4 separate regions of the Mus musculus genome follow, and all the other regions are linked to region 1. Evidence: chromatin contacts called from public Hi-C, promoter capture Hi-C and targeted proximity ligation data. All regions are on one chromosome and are shown on one strand. The core of a region is the stretch at or near the end of the contact, and the rest is flanking DNA. Distances in the headings are between cores, read along the strand shown. Region 1 holds the start of Fam122a (family with sequence similarity 122, member A). Region 2 holds the start of Tjp2 (tight junction protein 2). Region 3 overlaps Pgm5 (phosphoglucomutase 5). Region 4 overlaps Pip5k1b (phosphatidylinositol-4-phosphate 5-kinase, type 1 beta).

Region 1 (3,277 bases), core at 266-2,765:
CTGGGTAAACTAGACAACCAATGGACTGATATGACTAACATTCTTTTTAAAGCTGTAAGTAGGTAAATTCTTCAGTAGATGTAAAATAGCAACCATTGAAAACACCAAAAATTAGTGTGCCATGAACTATGGAATTTTAAAACATCAGTTTACTAAACTGAAATTCAACATTTATATTTTCATCAGAACTTAATAATCCCATAAATAAATAGAGCTCTCAATTATTTAAAAAATCAAGGGATAACATATGTATTTAGACATATTAGCAGCGTAAAATGTATGCTTCAACACACTTATTGATAAAAAGTCCGAAAATATTACTACACTGAATTCAAGGGCATCCCCAGGAACCTGACATAGAAATTCTCTAGAATAACATTTCAGGAATTTCCAAAAAGAGGGAAGAGTCAAATAGGAAACGGCTTTAACGTAATCGACAAAGTTCAGTGCTTGCTCTAACTTGATTTTTTTCTTTCTTTTTTTTTTTGTTTGTTTTTGTTTTTTTGTCTCTCCATTGGGGGAGGGGGATTCAAGATGAGTGAGTCACTTTGAGGAAAGTTCATCTACTGGAATAAAGGGGGAGGCTGCTTGGGCGGGCGACACAGGAGAGTCGGTGGTAGTGCTGACTTTCGCTGGTGAGTTACAGGAAGATCCGGCACTGCTGCTGTTTCCATCCAGGGTATCGGAAGATACGCACACACCGGGGTCTGACAGCTGTGCAACGTCAGAAGACAGCATGTTGGTGATGCCCTGGAAAAATCTCTTTGGCTGATAATCAGTTTCCATTTCACATTTTCTTTTCAATGGTCCAAGAACACTTGGTCTAATGCAGTTGATGGGACTCTGGCTTCTCCGGGTGGTAAATCGGGTGGTTGGGCTGGGAATGGGACTTGGAGGCAGTCCGTTGCTACTCACAAAACTTTGCAAGGACGGTGAGAAACACTGCTTCCCAATTCCCCGGGTCGGGGACGGTGCCGGAGACACCGGAATGAAATCGATGCGCTTCGGGGAGGCGGATTTCTCCACGTCGTTGTCACTCAGGCTGAAACTTTCCTCCCAGGAGTGGCTTATCTGCATTGCGGTCTGCACCTCGCGCTCGTGAACGGTCTCTCGGTTGATCAGGTCCATGCCCTCCTCCTGTTTGATCTGGTGCAGGCGGCTGCTGTGCATTCGGACCGGCGAGGCCGGGAGCAGCAGGCCGTGGCGGCTCGGGAACGTCGTGCTGTTCCGTCTGGCGCTGGGCGCCTCGGCCTGGAACACCGGCGACGAGTCGCTGAGGCCGTGGATCAGGGGGGCGCTGTTAGACCTCCGCAGGCCCCCGCCGCCAGGGCCGCCGCCCTCCGCCGGGCTCGCGCCCGCGGGCAACTCCAGGTCCAGCTCCATCTTCTCCTGAGCCATGGCGCGGCCGGGAGGCGGGGGCGGTGCTCAGTCAGGGCCCTGGGACTCCCATTCCCCGCGGCCCAAGGCCGCCGCCGCCGCCGCCGCCTTCGAGAATCTGTCAGCGGGTTCGCGCCTCTGCGCAGGCGTGCCCCTTCGCGCAGGCGCCCTGGCACGCCCGTTCTCGCGGCGCCAGCTTAGTGCGTCATGGCTGCGGCGCCGCGGCGGGGGCAGGGGGCGAGCAGTGGTTGGGCGACTCCAGTGTTCGTTTCTTCCGCAAATAGTCACTGGGCGCGGGCTCGCGGGAAGGCAGGTTACGGAGGCCGGGGCATTGAGAAGTGTATGTGCTTATGAAGCAAGTGTGAGCTCAGAAAGATAGGCCCTTGGTGATGTGGGGCTTCATGATTGAGCTTGGCCCGGCCTGGTGGGCTTCCCAGAGGGAAGTCTGAAGGAGGCCACGGCGGCGCTTTGTAAAACTGGACTGGAAGCAGGGAGCCACTGCTACCCAGCTAGGTGACAGACAGGAACCAGGAGGACAGGGTTGTTAGCCTGATGGTGGACAAGAGCAAGTTCTGGGCTTTTTTTGAGAACAATGAACTCCCGGGCGTTCTCAAGGAAGCATATTAGGGTACAGGAGCAGCCTTTGGCTGAGGTCTGAGGAAGAAGACATGGGATTAGAACCTACAGGGAAAAGGCCAAAGAGGAGGTTGATTTACACTAGGACAGAATCGGGGAGGGCCAAGAGAGAATAGTAGACTTAAGGCGGTTGGGAGGAAGAAGCTTTGTGACATCTTTTTTAAAAAAGTTGTCATATTTCTGCCGTTAACCGTGCACATACTAATGTTCACTTGGTGTGGGAATCCAATGAAAGAAAAAAAAAAGACACATTCATAGATCAACAGATTTTTAGCTTATGTAATTAATACAAAACTTTGTATCTCATTAACAGGGAAGTTGTATGTGTTCATTTATTCAGTCAAGTCTCCTATTCGGGCATACCTACTTACTATGTACCAGGTACTGTGCTAGGAAATGGACTTGTGTGAGGACATTCAGTTTCTACTGGGTGGGAGTGGGGGATGAGAAAATAGGGGACTTTTGGTGGTATGGCTGGAGGTAGAAGTGGGACGGTGTGGTCAAGCACTACCTATATATAGCCCTTGAGGGGCAGTTGGGCAGAGTTCAGTTGTAAATGACAAATCCTGTGGACTGTGGGAGGTGGGGGCAGGGCCGAGTGTTCCAACCAATGCGAAGGGCCAACATACCCACCCGTCTGGGGAAGAACAAGGAAAGAAAAATCAAGAAGGAGACAGGTGACCTGAGAGGTCAACGGACTGAGCGCCCAGTCCTATGATTATAAGTCCCTGAGCAGTATTAGGCAGGGGAATAATAGGCTTGGGCTTTATCTGTTATGGTTTGAGATGGAGTCTCACTAAGTCATTGCTCAGGCTAATCTCAAACTTCTGGGCTCTAGTGATTCACCTCACTCCCAAAGGAAGTAGGGCTAAGGGCATATCGTGCCACACTCAGCATGGTTTTTGCTTTAAACACCATGGAATGAGCTGAAAGGGGGCCAGAGGCAAGAGTGGAGGCCAGAAGATAGAGTAGAAAGCTGCTACAGAGAGCAGAATACTGGGGTAGGGTTGTAACAGTAGGGAATGGGGAGAAGGGGATCCACTGATGTCATCTGGGATGAGATTTGCCAATAGGTTAAATTTCGGTGTTCAAAGAAATAGGGAGGCGGGGAGGAGATAAGGGATTTTTGGAGGGGAAGCTAAGAAAGGGGATAACATTTGAAATGTAAATAAAACATCTAATTAAAAAACAAAAAAAGAAATAGGTAATTTAGATGGTAATGTCAAATGAATAGGAAAGGTACATGGGGTGGAGGTTGAGTTTT
Region 2 (3,277 bases), core at 423-2,922, 250 kb before region 1:
GATTTCGGGGAATCTATACTTAGTTAATTCATGCGGGCTGAGTCCACTCCCTAGGTGACTCCATTCCATTGCAGTCTAGACAAAAGAAAACCCTCCTGGCTCTTTATCTTCCTTAATGGAAAGCACACAACAGAATCCTGCAGCTAGCCTACCTTGGCCACTTAGTAATGTTGCATCTATTCTGCCTATTACATTCCTAGTCAGGATTCTCAGCCCCCTGAAGAAAACTGAGGGCATTCGGTGCCGTTTAACTTAACATTTAGGAAGGTTAAAATGCTCAATTTCACGTTCCGTATCATTTTAAGGCACATTTCAAGGCCAGAAACAAAAAAACCTGCAGCCTTATATGTTAGCCAAATATCTTCAAATCTCAATAAAGAGCCAATGGCTCTGGGGGCGGAGTGGGTAGGTCCAGTGTGGCTGTACTGTCTGTCCCCATTTTTAAAATAGCATTCAGATTTAAGGCTGAGTAGGAGTCCGACGTGATTCATTCCTTAGCTGGGCACCGCCACTTTTCTTGGGCCAAAGGTTCCCAAAGGTCAAAGTGCAAATAGATCCCAGGGCTAACAGGTCTAGGGTGCGGCCTGAAACCTGGGTTTTCAAGAGGCCCCCAGGCAATGTCCCAGAATCCCTCTCTCCTTACCAGGAAACTGGTCTTTCAAATGAACTAGGAAAGTCGGGAAACTTTTAGAGGCCAGAGGAGCCTCTGAACAGAACCCGCACACCTGCGGACCTGGGAAGGCGCGGTGGACAACTCAGAGACAGTAGCTCAGAAACCCTCTCGCACACTGCAGCAGCCTGGAAAACACCCTTTTCAAGCTCGGAGAATGCTTGGCATTCGGTGGCCTTTTTCCAACATAAAAATCTCCAACTCGGCTTTGACTGAGAGTCCCATAGAAAAGCCACGGAAAGCAGCCCTGGAGAGCTGACAACGCCCTGTGTTGACAACTCGGCTCGTCCTTTATAAAAGAGTCGAAAGACCCCAAATATATATATACACACACACACAAAGTCGAATTAAATGTTTCACAAAGCGACGGGACTGTTTTCCTGTCGGCGGCGGGGGAGGGGGCAGACTCATGGTCACCAGGATCGCCCCCACCTGCACACAGACACCAGCTTTCCCTCGCTCCGCGCCCGTTCAGGTCACCCACCCCTTAGATACCATCGCTGCCAACAGAAACCCAAAGGCCCTCTGAATCTAGCAGAAGAGACGCTCTGCGGGAGCGAAACAATGTCCCCGCCTGGAAGGACAAGGAGGAGCCAGGCACCTGTAGCAGCGGCGTAAACTCAGATCCCGGGTGACCCTAAGTCAACCCCGGTGATGCGAGGCTGCCCAAGGGTGGGAGATGGAAGTACGCACGCAAAAAGCAGTGCTCAAGAAATCACATCCCAAACCCCACGGGGACAACCGGCGTTCACGCACGCTGCCCCGCGGCGAGCCAAGGCTCCAGAGCAATCTTGTACCCCGGGAGGGACAGAGCCGCAGGTACTCGCCTGGAGAAGGGGGGCGGCGGCAGCCAGCAGAGTCAGCGCGCAGAAAGCGACGGTCCCAGGCGTCGGGCGGCGCAGCGCGGGCAGCGCCTGTCCGGAGGCGGAGTGCCGCGGGCTGCCGCAGCAGGCGGGAGCCAGTGACCTCCGCCACCGGCCGTTCCTGGGTATTGTTGTGACTCAACCTATTTCCTGTTTGGAGGGCTAGAAGAAAGGGGGACAAGTGCCTATCTAGAGTGTGTGTGGTTAGGGGGAGGGTAGATGGGCGGTGGCCATCACCTGCTTCCTCCAGACCCGGAAAAAAAAAAAAAAAGTAGCTCGCGCCACTTTGGGTCGTCCTGTTGGCGGAGGGGGAGGCCTCACCGGCGCCACCCAGCGGTGGGGCAGGGATTGAGCGACGCTTCCGCCTCTTTTCTCAGCAAAACCCCCAAGCTTCGGCTCAAGAGTATAAACATTCGCAGGGTTTATCTAATTCGTGCCCAGATCTGCTTTCAGTCTTTCCGCAGGTGCTGGCGAGGAAAGGTCAGTCACCCCTCAGAAACCACGGGAAGGGTGTTTGTGGGTCACTGTATGTATACGGTAGGGGAGTGGAACGGGTTGATTTTTGTTTGGGGAAGAAGAGAAACGGGTAATGGTATCGGTGAAAGATAAGTTTTAAGATCAATTTCAATCCCCCTCCCCCTCCAACCTCCCTGGTTCTCTGGCTCTGAGGCTCCAATCCGGAAATACCGGTTCCTCTCGGGGGACAATAGGTGAGGGCGGAGCACTAAGCCCAGAGCCTGCTTAGTCACACCGCGGGGAAGGAGGAATGTGCCTAGTGCCCAAGGCTGCACCCGGGGCGCAAGTTCGCCTTCCATTTAACCTAGTCTGGTTAAAAAATCCTAGGAAGAAAAAAAGAAAAGAAAAGAAAAAGAAAAAAAAAAAAATAAAAAGAAAAGCTGGATAGTGGTAGCGTATGCCTTTAATCCCAGCCCTTGGGAGGCATAGGTAGACGGATTTCTGAGTTCGAGGCCAGCCTGATCTACAGAGTGAGTTCGAGGATAGCCAGGCTACACAGAGAAACCCTGTCTCAGGGGGGAAAAAAAATCCTAAGAAGATTCCAGGGTACAGGATAAAAGTTGTGGTGATGGCGAGATGGATAGTGGTGATAGTTGTGCGGTGTGAATGCTCGCACTTGCCCACTGCGTTGCAATTTTAAGTATTTTAGTTTGCTTTTTTAAAAATCCTGTAAAGGATGCTGAGGTTCTATTCCAGGCAACTTCGCGCACGAGCGCCCTCTCCTCCCCACAAAACCCTTTCGCCAGGAGTAACTATGTCAACTGAGACACTCTCTCAAGGAAAAAAAAAAAAGAACAAAAACAACAACAACAAAAACAAAACCCCAACAAGAGAAACCAGGAGTGGTAGCACAGATTTGTAATCCCAGAGCTGGGGAGACAGATCCTTGGATTTACCAGCCCCCGAAAAATGAAAGACCCGGTCTTATAAACCAACATGGACAGATCCTGAGGAACAGGTGTTATCAGACCTGCCAATACACACACACACACACACACACACACACACACACACACACGCCCCAGGCAAAGGAAGATCAAACCTGAAGGCTCAGGCTTTAAGAAAGTATCACTTTAAGAAAAATGAGCACAAGCAAACTGTTAAGCAAATAAAAGCATACCAATTGTGCCTCCATTTACTAAGAAAGGAAAAACACCTACCCATGAATTTGCTTTTTCTTTTTTTGAGTTGAGGTCTTAGTTACTATGGCCCTAATGGCCCTTCCATG
Region 3 (3,277 bases), core at 540-3,039, 220 kb after region 1:
TGTGCATGACCAGTGAGAAAGCAGGGAGTATACCTGGATAATTACATATCCAAAGATCTAGGGCATCTAGATTTGATTTGATTTTTTTTCTCTTTTGCCCACACAGATTCTCAGCCGCTAGGGCAAGCTGACAGGTTATACATGGAGCCCAGAAACCTGTAGGGGGGGGGGAGGAACTAGGATCCCTTCCCCACTGCACTGTTCCAGTGGTGTAAACTCAGCACACATTACTCTGAACTGACTGTGACTCAGGCATGGAACTGTCATCTACACTGTCCTCACACACCACAGTCCTCCCTGGGGGACACTGAAGCCGAAAAAAAGCACCATGAGACAGTCTTTGAGTCTTCTCTCAGGGATAAATAATATTTCTATTTATTCTTTGAGAATTTTGTAAATGAGAAAAGAAAAATCTATCTACTTTCCTATCAAACATTGTATTTCCGTAGGTGGATAATTAAAAAGTTACAGGGTGATGCAAATGTTCTTTATAAATCAAAACATCACAATATCAAGGTTTTAAACATCTGGGGATGGTAGTATTAGGATATAGGTGTTCATTCCAGATGGACCATAGAATACAAAGGACAAATAGGTCAAAATAAGGGGTGATTAGACGACAAAGTGATGTTTGGATGGTACTAGATAGGTCAATCATTTCCTCTGGAATATATGTATTTTAAGTTATTATCTTAATATAATATAATAATTAATTAACAATTAATTATTTTCTCTGGAATATATTATTTTAAGTTATTATCGACACATAAACTAGAAGACAAAGACAACCATCTGTTTTATTTTACTAAATAAATATTTGTAAACAAGAGATAGGAAGAAAGAAACGGACAAACTACTGTGAGAGAGATGAGCTTAATAGAGATGCCCAGGCCCAGGCCTGTGTTAGCAGGGGCGTTTCCACTGAGTGGAATTGAGGGCGCCAGCTCTTTTCTCCTCCCTGAGGAACTGTGGAGGCCTAGGCAAGGACCTTCATTGCCTCCATGTTAGAAGCACCACCTTGTCCCTTCAAGCCAGCCCTTCCTGAGGTCAACCTGGACTGGTGACACTGCTTATCTTGGGGAGAGTTAACAGGCTCTCTGTACAGTTGTTCTCCCAGAGCCTGTTTTGCACAGCTGATGTCCCTGTCTGTATCGCCTAGAGGATGCTGCTTTCTAACAGGGCTAGTCAGCTGGAAGAGATCTGGAGACAAAAGGGGTCAGAATTAGGCTTCACTTCCTGCTAGTCTGGAATTGTAGCACTAGAGGATAAGACCTAGGAAGATGGGTTGGTTTTAAGTAATTCTGTGCCAGACTGGAAGGTACTCTGGGTACACCAGGGCAGTTTTCAGAGGTGGCAGAGCATCTCCATGTTTTTTGTACCTGCAGTCCAACACCATAGCACCAGAGGATGGGAAGGGAACCCACAGCCAAGGAGTCTTCCCTGCAGTGCAAAGCCATCAGTGGGGTTCCTGGAGGGCCACTATGCACTTTATGTGTCCTCAGTCACAGGAGCATGGTTCTTCTCACGTTCTGTGCCTTTAAGACTCAGCTGTCATACAAACCCTTAGTGTTTTAAATAATTGCTCTTCTCCTTGTAATGCGAGTTGTGCTAGACTGTCTACCAACAAATTTAGCAAGACTTCCGTGTCTTGGAAAAACATCAAATTAGAAGTTTCTTCACCTCATCCAGGGCTTATTTTGAGTCTCGCAGCTTAGCTAAGATAGCATGCAAAGAAAACAAGCTCACTTGTGGATTGACACTGAGGTAAGGTTTCTATGGAGATGCAAAGTGAAACTGGTCTTCCTGTTTTCCTTTCTGTGAATTGACCTGGAAAGCAGAAATAAATCTTCCGAGGGCCTCGGAGACAACTTTTTTTCTTGGGTTGTTTTCTGTGCTCTTGGTAATTTTCCAGCTGTAGGAAGAAACAGCGGAGGCTAAGGAGCCCTCGGAAGTACATGATAGTTGGGTTGGCATTTGAGGATTTATCTGGAAGGAAGGCCAAGCCTGCTAAGCAGAGGGAGAAATAAGGATCTCAAAGGCCAGCCACTAAAGGCTTCTCTGACTTTTAAGTACATGTGAGTCACCTGCAAGCTTATGACAGTGCAGATCTGTTCAGTGGATCTGAGAGGAGGCATGAGTCTGCAATTCTAAGCAGCGCCTGTTGCCTCCAACCAAGAATCCTTTGGGTTGGGAAATTTCCAAGTAGTTTGATAAACAATAATTATACTTGTTTTATAATTCCTTATCATTTTTTCCTAGCTAAAAGTGAATTTTCAATAACTGCAAATCCCTGAGCCCTGTCAATATGACTTAGACAATGTTAACACAAGCGGAAGTGAACAGCTTGAGTCGCTGAAACAAACACCCACAGACTGAAGAACAGCAGGACACGTCCAGCTGCAGGATCTCAGGACTGCATCATCAAAGTGTCTCAGCATTTTGGGAACACCACACTGGCCATCCTGACCCTAGGTTATGCTTAAGAGCAAAGGATAGACATTGAGGACAGACTCATTGCTTGTGGTGGATCCTGAATTTGGAAGTGAGTATGGGAGTTACCATTTAAGGCATCTGTCCCTCACAATCCTGCAAGGGAAGTTTGTTCACACCAGTGTAGCTTGGGCAGCTGGAGAAGTGCCCGTCCGTGTTCTAACAGTTTGACACAGACGGCAACTAGACTTTTCTTTCTCCATTTCATTTAATCCTTTTTTTCTGGCGTAGGTAAAATATTTTTCCTCTAAAAATCATGTCAAAGCTACTGCTTAAAAAGAAGGAAGAAAGGAAGAAAGGGAGAAGGGGGACAAGGAGGAGGAGGAGGCATAGGAAAAAGAGGAGGAGGAGGAAACTTTCCAATAGGAAACAAAATACCTGAAAATTTAGACTTCAAAAAACATTTTAAAGCATTTCCCTGTTTGGTTATAATCAAAAGCTAAGATGTTTAATCTCATTAGGCCAATTTTGCAGATTTTGAAAAATCTTGAAATTTATCCAGATTCACAAACACACATAAGTACTAGTGTAATTTTGCTTTTTAAAAATATTTCACTTATTTTTATTTTATGTGTATTAGTATTTGTCTAAGCATATGTCTATATACCACATACATGCAGTACCTACAGAGACCAGAAGAGGGTTCTTGGATCCCCTGGGACTAGAGTCACAGACAGCTGTGAATTGTCATATAGATGCTTAGAATTGAATCCAGGTCACCTGGAAGAGCAGCCAGTGCCCTTACCCACAGATCCCTCTTCCCAGCCCTGTAATTTTACCTTTTATA
Region 4 (3,277 bases), core at 332-2,831, 130 kb before region 1:
GAGGTGTGGCTTTGTTGGAGTATATTGGCCTTGATGGAGGAAGTGTGTTATTATGGAGGCAGGCTCTGAGGTCTCATATATACTCAAGATATCCCCAGTTTGGTACACAGTCTCCATCTGCTGCCTGTGGATCAAGATGTAGAACTCTCAGCTCTTCCAGCACCAGGTCTGCCTGCACACTGCCATGCTTCCAGCCATAATGATAATGGACTGAACCTCTGAAACTGTAAGCCAGACCTAATTAAATGTTTTCTTAGTTGTCTTGGTCACGGTGTCTCTTCACAGCAACGGAAACCCTAACTAAGACAAGGGGTCTCTCACCTACTTTAGCATGGAGGGCTCTCCTGCCATGGCTTTAATCTGACCAGTTTGGGAGAAGAGACTCATAGCTGCAGGAATCAGCTCATTGGCTCCTAGGTTGACAATACTCATGGGGGAAGAAGAGGGCTCAGGACTGCTGTCAGACCTTCCGAATCAGCAGCCTGAGATCTAGCTGCTGGACTCATCAGTTAGAAAGGTTTTGCCAGCTGGCTCCCAGCATGGCCAGTTGCTTCTCCTATGGTATCTGCTCTTCTCATAAAACTCCACATTTTAATAGTGGGCTAGATGTTAGAGAGAGCCACCAGGAAAACACGGACAAATACATGAGACTAGCTACCACAGTGATGCTGGTAAGGGCTTCTGGGATGGGGGAGCACAGATACATTGGGGGTGAAGTGAGCTTTCAACCTGTATGCATAAACAGAGCCCCAGCTTTGCTCCCAACTGTGCAGGGAATCATGGAAAGAATGAATAGTCATGTATATAACTTATTTCACAGCACTAAGTTGAATTGCTCTTAGTTTGGAGATAAAACCTATTTGCCCCTCTAGTTGTTGGCACTCAGTTCATATCTCCTTTCGAAGAACAGATTTCTCAGTAGGTAAGAAAAATTCAAGTACCAGGAATTCAGATTTATAACCTATGATTTGTTTGTGAGGCAGGTTGCTGATGGAGTGTCTTTGTATTCCTGTGAGCCATACGCTCTAACCTAAGATCTTATAGTAGAGCCTTTAAGTATGGACTTCTGGAGCTGGGGAGGCTGCCCAGTTGGTAAAGTGCTTGCCAAGCAAGCAGCACAAGGACCCAAGTTCAGATTTCTAGCACCAGGGAGACAAAGGCAGGCAGATTCCTGACTTTTCGAAAGACAGATGTGTACATACATATGTACATACCTTCCACCCAACAGAGAGAGAGAGAGAGAGAGACAGAGACAGAGAGAGAGACAGAGAGAGAGACAGAAACAGAAAGAAACAGAGAGAGAGAGAACATACTCTCAATCAGCAGTTAAAAATATACTTTTAAGGCATCATAACTTTTCTCTTTGCTCCCTAGTCAATTTTGAGAGTATACTTAACAAACCAGATTCAAAGAAACCAGTGGAACTTTAAAAGTCACAAAGAAAGATAGTCTAAAAAGAATTCTAGAGACAGCCATTTCCTACTGCAATACATAATTTAGGTGTGGACTTCTCTGGATGCCGTTCAATGCCTCAACGTTAAGGGCTCTAAAGACACAGAGGACGACAGCAGATACTTGAAGTATTTATAGCTTATATGAGCACAGATAAGGATAACGTGTTTAAATGAGAAAGCAGGCCACTTGGAACAGAAATATGACTCACAGAGAAACAGAAAAATCTCAGCTGTAAATTGCAATGTCAATATTTGATGTACTTTCCCGTTCCTTGTTTGATGCATTTTCTCCCCAGGCTGTCTGTATTTGGTTTTAAAACTTAGTTAAGCCAGATGAGACACTTACAATCATGTCAATTCTGATTTCAAGAAATACCATGTACTGTACTAAAGAAATAAGACAACCATGATAAGGACAGTTTGCCGATTAGCTTTCCCTGCTAAATAAGCAGGGCTGAGCTCGGTGGGCTAAGCATTCAGGGGTGTTCACTCCCAGGGCTCCTCGGGCTATATTTCTCTTCAGGGTTTTTTAGCATCCCTGAGTCTCTGATCCTCATGATTTCCCTAAGGAGAAGGTAACTGTGGTAGATCTTCCAGCTTTTTGTACACAAGAAGGCTAACAGCAGAAACGCCTGTGGGGAGAGCAGGCAGGAGACAGGCAAGAGGATGAAGAAGAAAGGGTGGCACCCAGAGGGTCCTCAGGTCTCCTCATCAGCTGAGAAGTGTCAGGAAAAGTGAAACTGCCTGAGCTTGCTAGCTGGCTTCTTGTAAGGGCGTCCTGGGATCTCAGAAATGCTTTCTCAGTTGTCTCTGGGAGAGGTTGAGCACCACCCAGCTGCAGGAGGGTGGGCTCAGTGGAGTGACCATGACTGATCAATGCCTCTGGGCCTCCCTTCCCTCACACACTGCAAACACCCAGCTCCTCCCTTCTGCTTCCGATGGAGTCCATGTTTAGTTCTTGCAACTGAACCCTGACTGATAGCTAAGTATGAGATCCCAAATACCACAGTAGAATGCCAGAGAAAACTGCTTAAAGCAACGGAGCACCAAAGAGAGGGGAAAGACTCTTGGAGTATTATAGACAGAAGGCTCACTGGTCCATTTCCCACATGCACATCTGGAGGTGAGCTAGCATCAGCAGGAGAGAAGATGTGCATAATTAGAGCACAGTGCCCAGAGTGCACAGCTGGGTGGGCGGGCATGGAGAGGTAGCTAGACTCTATCTGGCCACAGGACTGGCTTCAGGGGGAGGCCAGAGCCCGAAGAATCCCTGCGAATGCTCAGGAGTTTAATAGCTCTTACCAAGAGATAGAGCACTTAAGAACCCTTCTGATATCAACAAACCACTTACCCACCCACCATCACCACCACCACCAAGAACCACAACCATTACAAAACCCCAACCCCAAATACCATTCCCTTAGTGCTGGAAATTTCAGGAAATGATTCAAGAGGGCATTGAATGATACGCTCCTGATAATGACCATAGTAGCAAACTATAAAGAAGTACCATTGTTATGAGAACTGTTCTTAACGTTGCTGAAGCCTTGCTGTGACTTTTCTGCTACCCTCCAAGTGTCACTTACACTCATGGGGTACAGCCCCCTGCATCTGCTGCACCATACATCGAGGGGCTTGACTGAGAAGCCAGATTTAAACATTCATAGCCCGCATTCATATTAAGCTATTATATGTCACATTGAATGTCTTCAAACCTAGAAAGCTGGGCGAGTCAAATGTCCTTTATGTACTTTAAGTGACTTAAGTCATCTACAGAGGAAGGAAGCTTTCTGGTGGTTCTGCAGGTGAAGCGATCCAAACCA

The links. Promoter capture Hi-C pulls out the DNA fragments that hold promoters and counts their contacts. A called contact is a pair of places that touch in the nucleus more often than the background predicts.
Region 2: a promoter capture Hi-C map of embryonic stem cells shows a contact between it and region 1. A contact is called at or near these places in 1 of 39 promoter capture datasets (embryonic stem cells), 1 of 484 Hi-C or Micro-C datasets (embryonic stem cells) and 4 of 130 datasets of targeted methods (bone marrow-derived macrophages, embryonic stem cells, memory CD8 T cells and 1 more).
Region 3: a Hi-C map of nephron progenitors shows a contact between it and region 1, with 1.6 times the contacts expected there. A contact is called at or near these places in 2 of 39 promoter capture datasets (hippocampal neurons and pre-B cells) and 6 of 484 Hi-C or Micro-C datasets (the AML12 cell line, large pre-B cells, lens fibers and 3 more).
Region 4: a contact with region 1 is called in a targeted proximity ligation map of pancreatic cancer cells. A contact is called at or near these places in 1 of 39 promoter capture datasets (3T3-L1-derived adipocytes), 1 of 484 Hi-C or Micro-C datasets (muscle stem cells), 7 of 130 datasets of targeted methods (bone marrow-derived macrophages, cardiomyocytes, embryonic forebrain and 4 more) and 2 of 9 other capture datasets (adipose tissue and pancreatic islet).

The regions. Positions count from the first base shown.
Region 1 is chr19:24,475,959-24,479,235 of GRCm38.p6, forward strand. Fam122a (family with sequence similarity 122, member A) reads right to left here and starts at 1,516. Exons shown (of 1, transcript NM_026520.3): 1 at 1-1,516. The coding sequence starts at 1,398. The coding sequence ends at 544. All of the region lies in intron 1 of Pip5k1b (phosphatidylinositol-4-phosphate 5-kinase, type 1 beta), which reads right to left.
Region 2 is chr19:24,223,354-24,226,630 of GRCm38.p6, forward strand. Tjp2 (tight junction protein 2) reads right to left here and starts at 1,673. Exons shown (of 24, transcript NM_001376368.1): 1 at 1,498-1,673.
Region 3 is chr19:24,696,977-24,700,253 of GRCm38.p6, forward strand. The region is part of intron 10 of Pgm5 (phosphoglucomutase 5); the gene reads right to left. Among named protein-coding and RNA genes, the nearest start is that of Gm38581, 8.6 kb to the right of the region's middle.
Region 4 is chr19:24,341,395-24,344,671 of GRCm38.p6, forward strand. The region is part of intron 13 of Pip5k1b (phosphatidylinositol-4-phosphate 5-kinase, type 1 beta); the gene reads right to left. Among named protein-coding and RNA genes, the nearest start is that of Fxn, 62 kb to the left of the region's middle.